3 separate regions of the Mus musculus genome follow, and all the other regions are linked to region 3. A link is a contact called in public HiCAR-type and HiChIP or PLAC-seq data. All regions are on one chromosome and are shown on one strand. The core of a region is the stretch at or near the end of the contact, and the rest is flanking DNA. Distances in the headings are between cores, read along the strand shown. Region 1 holds the start of Metrnl (meteorin, glial cell differentiation regulator-like). Region 2 holds the start of Rfng (RFNG O-fucosylpeptide 3-beta-N-acetylglucosaminyltransferase). Region 3 holds the start of Foxk2 (forkhead box K2).

Region 1 (4,428 bases), core at 1,684-4,183, 440 kb before region 3:
AGCACTATATGACTAAGCCATTTCACCAGCCCAAAGCTTTCTTTTTTTTTTTTCCAATCAGCAAGGCTCACTACCCAGATGAACACAAATTTTAATGGCCTTGTAAGACAAATCATAAATTCCAGATTTGTGTGAGGACCCGAGGATGTGAGCAGGACTTGCTCAGGTACACTGCTAATACCCACAGACAAGCTACTAGAACAAGACAAGGGTCTCTACAAGGGTTTTGGATCCAAGAGAAACCAAAAGGTTCTGCTGCTAAGTCTTGCCTTTCATTTCCCACCTCACAAGACAGCCCAGGTGTGACTACGCCTGCCGACTTCCCACTGATCACAGTGAGAAAGTTCATGGTCCACCTTTATGGCACTGACTAATCAACACAAAATTTCCAACTTGATTCCTTGCAAACACCTAGCGTCTATATGAGTTAAGTGAAGTGGCCAGGGCTGTGGAGAGCAACTCCCTTCCTACCAGAGGCCAGAATCCAACATTTTGAGTCTTGCTTCACCCATTGATTTGTTCTAGACTGCTTGAAAAGAAAACACTCATAAACACTGTAGAGTAGCAAGCTTGCCAGCATGCTGGGCAGTAGTCAACTGACCTGTGAAGTGCATTTATAAGTGGGGACCATGCCTATAACAAAAGGGAATATTATGTGTTCTCCCAATCCTATCTACCTACCTACAACTACCAGACACCTTCAGCTGTCCTCTGCAGAGCTGTGCCCTGGGAAAGAAGCCCTCAAGGGAATCCCAGAATAGGAATGAGTTGGGGGAGAAGGGCCAGGTAGGCATAAGGATGACCAGCTACTGGACAGTTCCCACTGCTCACACACTTTTGGAGGCCTTGGCCTGGCTCTGGAGAAGGACAGCAAGGGGAGAGGGGGAATCCAAGGGGACAGGTAGCCAGCTCACACTGCCCAGACTTGAATTTGGGGGCTGCCACCCCAGCAGTCACATGCATCACGAGGTAGTCATCTGGTTCCACTTAAATGAGAATGGACCCACAGAAATAAGGTGTCTTTTAGTTTGTCTGTACTCAATCCCTCACTACCTTGGGGAAAGCCACCCCTCACCATAGATCCCCGGGCTCAGGGAAAGGTAGTCTTCCAGGCACATCGCCTTCTAAGAACCTGGAAGAAAAGCAAGTGTCTGGAAACCTCATTTAAAGGCAGGCGTTCCGTTTCTGGTTTTGGTCTGCCGGAACAGGGCACACCAAGATCTGAGGTTAGAGTACACTAACTCAGCAGTGCTGGTTGTGAGCAGAGAATTAATTACCACGGGGAAAGGGCCGCCCGGTAAGAGCTTAGCATCACAGGCTCATGGCCAGCTCTATGATGGCGCCAGCATTCCCGAGGCCAGTCCTCCCTCAGATCCAATCTGCTCTTGTCTGCCCCAAGCCCTCTAACTCCCTGCTCTTGCCAGGCAGAAGGGATTTCTGCGGGAGAGAAAGCTCCAACTCCCTTAAAGACCGGTACTGCAGAGCTCAAGAAGCTGCTCTCAATCTTTCAGTCCAAGCACTCCAGCAGGAGTCTTGATGAGGGTTGATTTTGGTCTCTGTGGTTTTCTCAGAAAGTCAGGCACTGTAAGTGTACAAGATAATCATTGATGCCCTGCTTACGCAGATCCGGGCACTGCCCAACATCCACCTTTCTCAGAAAACCCTCTTGACCAAAATCACCCACCGCACGCATTGCCCCATGAGCCCCCTTCACTGGAGTCTGTGCTTCAGACGAGATCGTGTACCTCCCCAGGCCTGCGCAAGCGCCCTGCCCCTGGGATGAGCTACATCAGACCCCCACCGCCGTCCCAGCCCACGTTTTCAGGAGACCCGCATCAGCGCAGCGCGCTATGCAAACCGCTGAATTGGCAACTTGCAGCTGTAAAAAACTGGCTCTGCAAAGAGAGGGGGCCGGCCGCTGTGCCTGGCGCGTTCTCAGTGTCCAAAGTAGCTACGACTCCTCAGGCACCCCGCCCGCGCACACTTGTGACTTGTGCTTCTTTCCATACGTCACACTTCAGTTAAAACAACAGCAAAAAGTCCTCCGCTGTCACTGCTGATGGGGACGAGAGAGAAGTGTCACAGGAACCCTGTGCCCTGCTGCCAAGGGCGGCTTGACCTTCACCAAGCGGGCTCAGGGCTCTACCCTACTGCATTTGGCCGCAGACAGGTGTCGACCCCATCTCTTTGCCCCAAAGATACGGTCTGCAGCCGATACGGGTCTCGTTTGGACCCCACGCTCTCCACGCCACAGCTGTCCCTCTAGATGAGCACAATCCCAACCCTTTCCCAAGAATCAGAAATCCCAACCGTTGGGAGGACCAAACATGCAGCCTATGGAGCCCAGGAAACCCACTAGGGCAGTATTACGCGCGCGGAGAGTGGGCGTCTTCCGAGCTGGGACCCAGATGCCACCAACTCTTTTGTTCTGAAACCAGAGCTAGGGCGGGGGTCACCGGACTTGGCCAGCATAGCTGTCCCTACCCCGCAAGCTCTGCCACTCGCTGCCGAGGGCTCCGGTCCAGGTCCAGGGAGTCCACGCTGGAATCACCCGCAAGACTCACCTCCCCTTCCAGCTGCACAGGTCGCTGGAGTACTGAGCGCTCGCGCCGCCCAGCAGCAGTAGTAGCAGCAACAGCAGCGGTGGCGGCGGGGGCGGACCCGGCCCAGGGCCCGGGGACCGAGGCCACTGCTGCCCCGCGCGCCTCCGGGCCGCCCACACCGCACCCCGCATGCTCCGGCCGGGTCTGCGTCCGGTGCGTGCCTGCACCCACAGAATAGGCTCTTGAGGCAGAGCGATGGGAGGCGTGGGTCCGCGTGCGAACTGATCACGTCGCGCGTCTATAGCCCATCCCGGCTCGCCCCTAGCCGCCCACCACAGGAGCCGCCCAAGCTGCAACTAGAGAAGCGCGCCGGCTGCCCCTAGAACCTCTGAGCTGGCAAGTTCCCGGACCGTGGTCTGGCTCAGCTGGGGGGCGGAACCGTGAAGCCACCCCGCCCTCGGCCGAGCTCCGCCCCCGCCTGGCCTTCGGCCCGGGCCAGCAGTTCCGCCCCGTGCGCCAGCTCACAGATCTGTGTCCTGCCAGCTCTAGCCTGGAACGCCCTGGTGTCACGCCGCAGATACTCAGTGGGCAGCATCTCGCCGCACAGGACAAGGGAAAGTGCAGCTCGGAGTGGGACAAACGACTTTGCAAAGAACGGGAACAAGGTCAGGGAGGAGGGCTGGGGCTGGGACGAAGAAGCTGTAGGGATGGGGATGGAAGAGTTTGGGCCTGGGGGAACTGCACTATTATGCACGAAGTGAAGAAATCTGAGCTCCTTCCAGCAGCTAGACACCATCTTTTAGACAGCCTGAGTGGCCTCCAGTGCACAAGGACTATTGTGATGCTCACAACTCAAGAGCGGTGGCTTCTTGGGGTTCCTGGCACCCTCTCTTTCTGTTCCCCAGCTCAAAATTTGCCTTGGGAGGGAGGAGAGAGAGAGAGAGAGAGAGAATATCAGAGAGAGACTGAGACTCTGCCATTAGTAAGCACTGGCAGCTTCTACGAGGTTATTCGAGACTCTGGAACATCCATCCCATAGAAAGGCCTCAGGTGTGCAATCAGTCCCCAGGCCACACTTTCAAGTGTCCTGTGGTCTCTTGTTTAATATTCACTTTGTCATCTTGAAGCTGAGGTTTTAGGCTGGATGCTTCTTTACAGTGAAACCTACCTTGGGCAGTGTGGAGCTTTATCGTCATTTCATCTTGGGACCCATTCTATACTTCAATAGTATCTCCCATCCCGAGTTTGACAGATCCAATTGTCTCCAAATATCCTTCCAACAGAAACAAAAAAATAACCATCTGAGAGCCCAGTCTGGCCATGAAGGGGCGTCGCATGGAGATCATGGTGATCCTAACATCTAGTGGGGGAGCTACACAGGAGCAGGGCAGAAATAGGGAGGTGGAGGGACACATTCTCTGGCCTGGAGCTTGATTTAAAAAACAAACAAACAAACAAACAAAACAGGGAGAAGGTGATGAGGCAATCTTTCTTCACTTCAAAGCCCCAAACAGTATCAAATGATGGACGAAACTGGCCTGGATAGGTCAGGAGGAAACAAGGGATTCCAGAGTACCCTCTATGCATGAGGAAAGGCCTAGAAATGCAGTTTATTTATTAGGTGGCAACCATACTGAGAGTAAGAGGGACAAATTTATGTCTTCAAGAGGAAGAGCCAGCACCACCTGTGGCTTTGAGGCCACTAAACAGCTGAGGAAAGGAGAAGGTCTGGGGATCTGGAAAAGACATCTGAAGTTTAAGAATCAGTGTAAAACAGTCGTACAGCTGAGCAGGTCTTTCTACTCAACTAAAACCCAGAACTGGAACCCTGCCTCGAATATAAAGTGATGTCACCTTGAAATTCAAGGCCCTGTTTGATGCTCCA
Region 2 (4,530 bases), core at 1,334-3,833, 480 kb after region 3:
CAAGTAGACACTGACCTGGCAGGTAAGTAGGTAAGGCCAGATAAGATTGGGTTGTCCCTTCTGGGCCCTCCATGCCTACCCAGCTGTCACCCAGGCCACCTTGATGACGTTGAGGCACATGTTGATGACATGCTTAGCACTGGTGCAGTAGTCTCGGGCTCGTGAGTAACATTTGAGGGCATTGCTGAGGTCCCCACAGTCCAGGTAGTGATCACCCAGGTCATCGTGGCCGCGCCTGTAGGCCTGGCAGTGAGTGAATGCTGGTCGAGGGGCCATTAGGGCCCGGTTGCCCACCTCCCCTGCCCAGAGAAGCCCAGCACCTGATGCTCTCTTTGATAGAATTGCCCTTATAGTTCTTCAAGTCCGTGTCCAGCTTCTCCAGTTTCAACAGAGCCTTCTTCCGAGTGGCCTCCACCCAGGCTGTGTCCAGGGGCGGGGGCTCCACTCCACTCTCAGGGATGGCATCAGGTGCATTCTGCAGCTCCCTGAAGGGTGAGCTAGCCATCAGACAGGCTGATTCTCAGGAGATCTTTGCCTCTCCCTGCCCCACTGCAAGGGCCCAGTCTGTACCAGGGTCACAGAGAATTGCTGATCTAAGAGACCACAGCTAGACAGGGAAGGTCAAAAGAGAGTAGGAGGTTTTGACCCAGTGCAGCCAGGCCTTTTTTTGTTTTTGGTAAAGAAGAACAGCGATACCAGATTCTCAAGGATTAGGAAGCTCAACTGTCTGCACAGAGGCAAGGAAGCCAACGGAGAGAAAATGGCCGGCTACCAGCTCTCCACCCCAAGGAGGAAGCATGTTCTATCTCTCACCTACTGGAGGCACATCACGGGTGAAAGGCTGGCAGGGAAAAGCCATGGCCAGCCCAGATCTGCTCACCCTCCCCTGCTCCCTAAGGCTTAACCTGGTAGCCTCGGAGAGCTTCCGGTGTATCTCTTCATACATGTCCACATTGAAGGTCCTCTGCACGAAGGATAGAGCCATTTTCAAGGCCTCTACCCTCAGTGGAGGGCAACGGTCAGCAATAAACTGTAGTCGCTCAATTCGCATCAGGCCACTGTAGCTGGCTGCATACTGCTCCAGATCCTTGTGGGGAGGAGATAAGCGGGTCAGCTGGGTAAGCAAGGACCTGACAACCTGAGCCAGGATACTAAACCTTCCCGAGGGAGACTTGGGGCCACAGTCTTGACTGCTGTCCCAGAGGCTGGGAAGAGACAACAGGGGTGGATTAAGGATCATCAGGTTCAAGCTCTGCCCCGGGAAATGGAAACTCAACAAGTGATGGATGCTGGGGTAAGAAAAGGGTAAGTGTCAGCGGCAAATACAGCTTTGCTTCACACTGACCCAATGGGGCTGTGCCCTATGGAGAAGCAGGTGCAGGGTCTTAGCACTACCTGAGAACCCAACACAGGTGGGCAAATGAAAACCCAGTTTCCTGGCTTAGAGGGATGTGTCTAAAGTAGTTGCTAAAAAGCATCAGCTGTCCTAGGATATACACCATAGCGGGAGTCTGAGTTGGACCCCTCAACATGTCCAAGTCACCAGGAGTCCCCCGCCACGTGGGATTCATACCAGGGTGGGATTCTCCACCACATAGTTGACATCAGGTGCGTTCTGCGGATCTTCCTGCGGATCGACATCAATCTGCATGGGTTCCACGGCCCCCTGCAATACACGAAGAGCAGCTTGACACAGGGCACCAGGGACAGCAGAGGATGTTCCTGTCCCCCACGGTCGCTTCTGCCCTCGATTTTCCAAGGCAGAACTGCACTGGGCCCCCACAGGTGCTGGCAGCCAAGCGCCCTCAGCTCTCCCACCCAGGTCCTGCGCACAACTCTTGAGACTGACTGCGGGAACCATCAAGCGTTCCGGGCCGCCATCCCGACCCATCTCCCTCCAGGCCACAGAGATCCAAACAGATTGTCACCCTATTTTCATCAATCCAAAGAGCCAGAGCAGACTGGCCACGCCGCGGAAGGGGTCGGCGCATCCCGGACTCCAGGGCCCAGGGCCTCAAGCGCCGTCGGGAGAGCCGCTCCCGGGCGGGCGCGCAGCCGTACCTCGGAAAGCAACGTGCAGGCCGACAGGCTGGCGCTCAGGCTGTAGTCGCCCGCCGTGCCGGGCCGCAAGTCGGACCTGCTGTGCGCAGGGCTGCGGCTCAGGTCGGAGGCCGACGACGAGGCCGAGCTGGGCGCCGGGCTGCCCCGCATGTTGGCCTGACGCGCCTCTCTGCGAGGCCGGCACCGCACGGAAAGCGTTGGCGCGCGAGGCGGGGGCGGGGCGGGGGCCGGGGCCCAGGGCGGCCCGCGAGGCAGGCGACGCTCGCGCGCCCAGGCCAGAGCCGCCGGCCCCGCCCCGCCCCGCCCTGCCTGCCGCCGGCCCCGCCCACCAGGCCCGCTCCGGACCGAACGGCCACGCGGCGAGCGCAGCCACCAAGCCCTACCTGCAAGTTAAACACCTGAACCGGCAGCGGCATCTTCCACCCCCGGCGCCGCGGCGACGTTCGCTTCCGGGGCGGCGCGTCCGTCAGTTCCGGGTCAGGGCTTGGGGCGGGGTGCTGTCACTCTTAAAGGGGCCGCCGCGGTCGCAGGCGGGCGCCCAGCGCCCGGGCCGGGGCGATCGCATGAGCCGTGCGCGGCGGGTGTTGTGCCGGGCCTGCCTCGCGCTGGCCGCGGTCCTGGCTGTGTTGCTGCTACTGCCGCTGCCGCTACCGCTGCCGCTGCCTCGCGCGCCCGCACCGGACCCCGATCGGGTCCCGACCCGGAGCCTGACCCTCGAGGGAGACCGCCTGCAACCCGACGACGTCTTCATTGCAGTCAAGACCACTCGGAAGAACCACGGCCCGCGCCTGCGGCTGCTGCTGCGTACCTGGATCTCACGAGCCCCACGGCAGGTGCGCGTCCCGTCCCCCGCCGCGCAGGGTCCTGGATTCCAGGCTGGCGCCCCTGGTCCCCGGGCTCTGCACCGACTCCCCGACCCACTCACGGCGTTTTCTCCCACAGACGTTCATTTTCACCGATGGAGACGACCCTGAGCTCCAGATGCTGGCAGGTGAGATGCTCCCCTGGCCTGAGTTGTAGCTACCAGGGCCATTCATTCCTGCGTCGGGCACTTGCCTACTGTCACACAGCTAGTGGAGGGCAGAGCCAGGACACCCATCCACCCTAACCCTAACCCAGATCCCCACCCTGCCCCCAGTTCCCGACAGGGTGCCACGCATGGCTAATGTCACCCAGATTCCCCGAGGAAGGCTCAGCCTGCCAAGTCTTGTCCTGTCCCACCTGTGCTGTTCTAAGCAACTGTCATCTGCTTCAGAATGAGGGCTGTGCTCAGTGGCTGGACAGGCCTAAACCTGAGGAGGCAAGCTAGAAGTCAACACTCACCACTCACGTATATTCCCGTATGTCCCGTGCAGGCGGCCGCATGATCAACACCAATTGCTCTGCTGTGCGCACCCGCCAAGCACTGTGCTGCAAAATGTCGGTGGAATATGATAAGTTCCTAGAATCTGGACGAAAGTAAGTAACCTCACCTGTCAGAGAACCAGGACTGAACGATGTGGAGGCTCCCACCCAAACTGGGGGGGGGGGGGCCTCAGTGCATAGACCTCTCCCTCCACCTTCAGATGGTTCTGCCACGTGGATGATGACAACTACGTGAACCCCAAAAGCCTGCTGCACCTGCTTTCCACCTTCTCTTCCAACCAGGACATCTACCTGGGGCGACCTAGCCTGGACCACCCCATCGAAGCCACAGAGAGGGTCCAAGGCGGTGGCACCGTGAGTGCTGGGCTAACATGCTCCTCCCTGGGGCTGACCCAAGGAGCACTGAAGAGTGAGAAAACCCTAAGGCAGGCATGGGCCAACTACCCTGGCTTCCATGGAACGGGCCAATCAGGCGCAGTGATAGAGAAGGCCTTAGAGGCCACAGGTGACATGTCAGGAAACCCCTTGTGCCTTCTGAAAACTCCTAGATGGTGGCCTAGGATGAGGGTAACAAGATTCAGTTGGAGGGCTGAGGGTGAGGAGCCCTATCCTGGTCAGCCCTGACAGCTTTTCCTTTTTCCAGTCAAACACAGTGAAATTCTGGTTTGCTACTGGTGGGGCTGGGTTCTGCCTGAGCAGGGGCCTTGCCCTCAAAATGAGCCCGTGGGCCAGGTAAGTGGGAGGCTGGGAAGCCAGCTGCCTGGTTTGGGGGTGGGAAGGGCTGTAGAGGTGCTGACTAGCCTCCTCTCCAGCCTTGGCAGTTTCATGAGCACAGCAGAGCGGGTTCGGCTGCCTGATGACTGCACTGTGGGATACATCGTGGAAGGACTTCTGGGCGCCCGTCTGCTCCATAGCCCCCTGTTCCACTCGCACCTGGAAAACCTGCAGAGGCTGCCGTCTGGTGCTATTTTGCAGCAGGTAGAAGATGCTCCAACCTGGTACTCCACTCCTACAAGGATGCAGCCTAGCTCCCAAGGGGTCTCCAGTTGTTCAGGGCTCAGGAGAGTGCTATCCTCAGAATTTCCTTGTTGCTTGGGGGTGGGC
Region 3 (4,791 bases), core at 1,985-4,484:
CCCAGCACTCAGGGTTAGTGGATGCTGGGCAGTGGTGGTGCACATCTTTAATCCCAGCACTTGGAGACAGAGGCAGAAGATCTCTGAGTGAGGCAAGCCTGGTCTACAGATCAAGTTCCAAGACAACGGCTACACAGAGAAACCCTGTCTCCAGAGGGAAAAAAAAGCTGGGGTGGAAGACTAAGAGTTCAAGGCCAAGTTTACCTAGACTACCCAGGAAGCAATGTATTTGAAAACAAAATAACAAGAGTATTTACACCGGCTGTAGGGTATACCAGTTCCTAGGTGGAGGCAGTAAGGTCCCCAGTTCAAGGTCACCTTGTCATAGTTAGACTGTCAGCCTCAGCACAATTCTTCCATTATACACTCTTTTAAGTGTGTGCGGATACCTATTTGTTTAAACTTAAAAAGATTTTGGGTGGCCAGAGTTGGTTCTGCAGTTAAGAGCATTGACTGTTCTTCCAAAGGACCCAGGTTCAAATCCCAGGACCCACACAGTGGCTCAAAACCGTATTCCAGCTCCAAGGAATGCCAAGTCCTCTTCTGGCCTGTGACGGCACCAGGCACACGTGGTGCACAGACGTATTCTGGGAGCTGGCTCCCAGCACCTATGTCCGATGGCTCGTAACAACCTTTAACTTAGCTACCGAGGGATCCTCTGACGGCTCCTACCTCACGTGTACACGCCAACACAGACACATACTCACAAGTTTTAATCTAAGTTTTTAATTTAATTTGAAATTTAAAAATAACAATAAAAAATAGCTTGTAGGCCAGCAAGACAAATTACTGGTAAGGGCCCATGCTGCCACATCTGATGATCTGAGTCTGACACCCAGGACCCACACAGCGGAAAGAACTGACTCCAGCAAGTTGTCCTCTGGCCTCCATTGTGCTGTAGCAAATGCAAGCAAGGCACAGATATAAACAAAATGAACTTTCTACGTAGAGCAGGCTGTCCTTGAACTCAGAGATCCACCTGCCTCTGCCTCTTAAGTACTGGAATTAAAGGTGTGTACCACTACACCTGGCAATAAATGTCATTTTAAATTTATTCTATTTCATGTGTATGAGTATTTGCCCACACATATGTTTGTGTACTATGTGCATGACTGGTGACCACAGCATTCAAAGAGGGTATCTGATGCCTAGAGCTATAGTTACAAATAGTTTTGAGTGGTAATGCTAAGAACTGACGCTAAGTCCTCTGCAAGAGCAACAAGTGCTATTAACCAGAGACTGTTAATATTTTTAAATAAATAAACAAACAAACAAATAAATGAACTTTGTAGCCAAGCACAGTGGTGCATGCTGGGACACCCTCCCAAAGCTAAGAAATATGGAGTACAGACACATCAAACCTAAGTTAACACAGCTCTTGCTATTATCTCCAAAAACTGAAAGCAATTAAAAAACCTTCAGTCTGTGGCAAAAGCTCTACTAGCACTGATCTAGAGAGGGACCCTGAGGAATACTTAGCATTTCCTGGAAAGCAAAGTTGTTTTTCAAGCACAATAAACAGTAAGTTTATCCAACCACAGAACCAAATTGAAATTGTTTTGTGCTGTGATTGACAGTTCCCTATGAGGCTTCCTTGTAATAATTTTGTAATTATTCTACACAATCTTGTAATAATTCCTTAAAAACCAAACACCCTTTGTTCTGTTTTTTTGTTGTTGTTGTTGTTGTTTTATGAGACGACGTCTCAGCATGCAACCCAAACTATTCTAGAGTTTACTCCACAGTCTAACCTACCCTGGAACTCAAATTTCTACTGTCTCAGCCTCTAGGGTGCTGGGATTACAGGTTGAATACACTCCACCTGGCTAAAAATGCTTTTTAAAGATTACTTGGTTGAAATTAGTATCCAGTTTTCCCAGATTTCTAAGGTTCTGGACAGACAGGCTTCTAATCCTTCATGTTTGGGAGTTTTCAGTTTTTAGGCTACAAAAACACTGGGGAAAGAGAATTGTTAGGCTTAAGACGCTACCTCCAAAATATCTTGCTACTGAAACGTGAATTTAAAAAAAAAAAAAAAAAAAAAAAAAAGGTACCAGGTATCTACCCTTCATTTTAGATAGTTCTCCACCACACACATCTTAGCATCTCCCTTGGGTGCCTCCTCCCTGATGGTTAGGCACAGAGCACCCATAAAACTTCCACCCACCAACGCTGGTGATGATGGCAGGGAGGGCTGAGGGTTGATGGCAGAAATGATGGTCTGTGTTCTGAGAGTCCCATGTCAGACTGGACAAAGGGCCGTGGGTTAGAATACCAGTGCAGGGGACCTGGCAGTAGGAGGGCAGACAGGAGTGGGCCAGCATGTTAAATACTCCGGGTGGAGCGCTGGGGGGCTGTGATCCCAGTGATGGTCGTGGGCATTAAACTAGGGTAGGTCAGAATCAGTCAGGTCTTGGTTATGGGCAGTGAATGGGTCCTGGTGGTGAGTCTAGCCTTCCTTGCTCCCGGATAGCGGATCAGGATCCCTCCCTGATGGGGACCAGGTCTTGTCCAGGGTCTGACCCTGCTCATGGGTAGCTGACGTGGGTCTTCTGCGTCCTGCCTGATGATGGGCAGTGGGTCTGAGTGCGGGTCCCGCCCCTCCCCGGGGGTGGCTGCTGTGGGTCAGGGTCCCTCCCTGCTCTTGGGTAGCCACCGTGGGTCAGGTCCAGGACACTGCCCCCCTCCCGCCACTCACACGCGCGGCAGCTGCAGCGGCGGCGCCCCCCGCCGCTGGAACACCCCGTCCACGAACACGCCGTTCTTGCCGAGACAGCGCAGGTAGAAGTCGCCGCCCGCGTCCGGCCGGGGCTGCGCGGGTTCCGGGGCGGCCGCGCTATGGCCGCCGCCCGGGGGCGTGAAGATCTCCAGGTGGCGCCGCGAGATGAAGCTCGAGTGGCCCATGCTCACATCTACCGAGCCCTGCGATGAGTTGCGGCCGATGGTCACCGACCGCTTCTTCATGAGGTACTCGAACTCGCGGCCTTCGAGCCGCGCCACGGCCCAGCCGCCCGGCGGGGATCCGCCGCCCCCGGCCCCGCCGCCCGCGGGAGGGGCGCCCGCGCCCGAGAGCGCCGCCGCGGCCGCCATCGCCTGCGAGGCCTGGCCGATCCGCGCGGGCGCCCTAGCGGGCCGAGGCCCGGGCGCGGTCGTGGGCCGCGCGAGCCGAGCACGGTCGCGGAGACCGCCGGCCGGCGAGGAGAGCTGCGAGGGCGGGAGCTCGCACGGCCGCGCGCCGGCCCTACGACGGACGGGCACGCCGACCAATGGGCGCGGCGCACGCAGTGGGGCTACCGAGGCCGGCCAATGGGGAGCCGCGCCGCCGAGCGCCCGCACGTCCGGCGTCGTCGCGCGACGCAGGTTGGCCGCGGCGGCGCGGAAAACCCGGGGCGGAGTGAGGAGTTGGCGTGGGGCCGCGCGCGTTCGCGGACTGAGCGGGGGTCCAAGGTCACGACGGGCGCGAGTGCGCCCCGGGAGCCGCTGGCCCCTCTCACACTCCGCCCTAGGTTGCGTAGAGTCAGGCGCGCTGCTCGGGAACCTGCCGCATCGACCCGTATGTCACAGGGATGTGACAGAAATTACCCCAGTATGCATAGAGTTCTGCACTCAGTAATTCATACCAAGGACTGCAAATCTGAGCTTTATTCCAATCTGTGTATGTGTGATAGAGAGATCCCATCTCTCCCATTAAAAAAGAAACCACAACGCGGGCCCGTGGGAGGAGCAGAGCTATGCAGATCGAGCAGGCTGTGAGGGGCTCCAGAAGCCGGTGCCAACATAGAGGTGAAGCTGAGACCCCTAGTTTCTTCCCCAGGAACGAAGGGCAGTGGATGCACCTGCTTTAGCTCTGGTAAGAGAGGCACGTGGTCATAAAGAACGTCACACCAATATGGTGGCCCCTGGGTGCAGGCGATGGGACGCAGTGTTCTCTCACTGATGCACAAAAGGAGTTCATTCAGGTCAGGGAGAGTGGAAAGGTTGAGAGTCTGGACTTAAGCTGCATAGGATAAAGTGGACATTCTAGCCAAGAGCTTCTAAACAGAGGCCCCAGACTAGAGGCATGGGAACATTTTGCGTTCTAATTCATTCTATGTCTAAACTTGCAATACATTTAATGGGAAACAGTCTTTATAACATTTACATATCTTATTTGACATATGTGTCTGTAATTACGGGATAAATTCCTAAGGGTTCAAAATGCTTTGTACTATAAATATGGCAAAGAGCCATTTCATTAAATATTAATTTGAGGCATTGTAGGTGATGTACAGAAAACTATGGAAATGATAACTAGGTGAGTATCTAGACAAACACAGTTCAAGGACAAAGGGTGTCAAGAACAAGAAATGCCCTCCCATTACTGTTGACACCGTTGTGTTGTCCTGCGCACTGCCTAGGGCAGGTTTGAGGCTCTGCCATGTGACTCTAGCATCTATCTATAACATGGCTAGATCTAACTTTTTACACCTAGCTATCCAGGTATGTAAAGTAAGCATACAAATCCAACACTTATGTTGCTTTGTTTGGCTTTTGTGGCTGGTTTTGGTGTTTTCTGTGGGGAGGGAAAGACGATCAGTCATATATAACCCTGGCTGGCCTGGAGCTTACTATATAGGCCAAGATCACCTCGAACTCATAGAGAGCCACCCACCTCTGCCTCCCAAGGGATGGGAGTAGAGGAATGAGCCACCATATCTGGCCAAACCAAACACTTATAAAGATATTTATTTTAAAGCACTTCTTCAATGTACATGTAAACTTAAGCATTTATTACAGATGAGAACGCCGCTG

Evidence for each region. HiCAR-type assays count read pairs that join an accessible place to other places. HiChIP or PLAC-seq counts read pairs in DNA pulled down with a chosen protein or histone mark.
Region 1: a HiCAR-type map of astrocytes shows a contact between it and region 3, with 2.2 times the contacts expected there. The contact joins the promoter of Metrnl here to the promoter of Foxk2 in region 3. A contact is called at or near these places in 2 of 484 Hi-C or Micro-C datasets (the N1E-115 cell line and embryonic stem cells) and 2 of 115 datasets of contacts at active chromatin or transcription factors (astrocytes and embryonic hindbrain).
Region 2: a contact with region 3 is called in an HNF4G HiChIP or PLAC-seq map of pancreatic cancer cells. The contact joins the promoter of Rfng here to the promoter of Foxk2 in region 3. A contact is called at or near these places in 1 of 39 promoter capture datasets (erythroid cells) and 2 of 115 datasets of contacts at active chromatin or transcription factors (pancreatic cancer cells and pro-B cells).

What each region holds. Positions count from the first base shown.
Region 1 is chr11:121,700,932-121,705,359 of GRCm38.p6, reverse strand. Metrnl (meteorin, glial cell differentiation regulator-like) reads right to left here and starts at 2,933. Exons shown (of 4, transcript NM_144797.3): 1 at 2,565-2,933. The coding sequence starts at 2,734.
Region 2 is chr11:120,782,257-120,786,786 of GRCm38.p6, reverse strand. It overlaps Rfng (RFNG O-fucosylpeptide 3-beta-N-acetylglucosaminyltransferase), which reads left to right and starts at 2,583. Exons shown (of 8, transcript NM_009053.2): 1 at 2,583-2,894; 2 at 3,004-3,052; 3 at 3,417-3,519; 4 at 3,627-3,780; 5 at 4,070-4,158; 6 at 4,239-4,404. The coding sequence starts at 2,625. Gps1 (G protein pathway suppressor 1) reads right to left here and starts at 2,287. Exons shown (of 14, transcript NM_145370.3): 1 at 2,062-2,287; 2 at 1,574-1,666; 3 at 906-1,087; 4 at 321-485; 5 at 100-235; 6 at 1-15. The coding sequence starts at 2,211.
Region 3 is chr11:121,258,430-121,263,220 of GRCm38.p6, reverse strand. Foxk2 (forkhead box K2) reads right to left here and starts at 3,234. Exons shown (of 9, transcript NM_001080932.3): 1 at 2,699-3,234. The coding sequence starts at 3,090.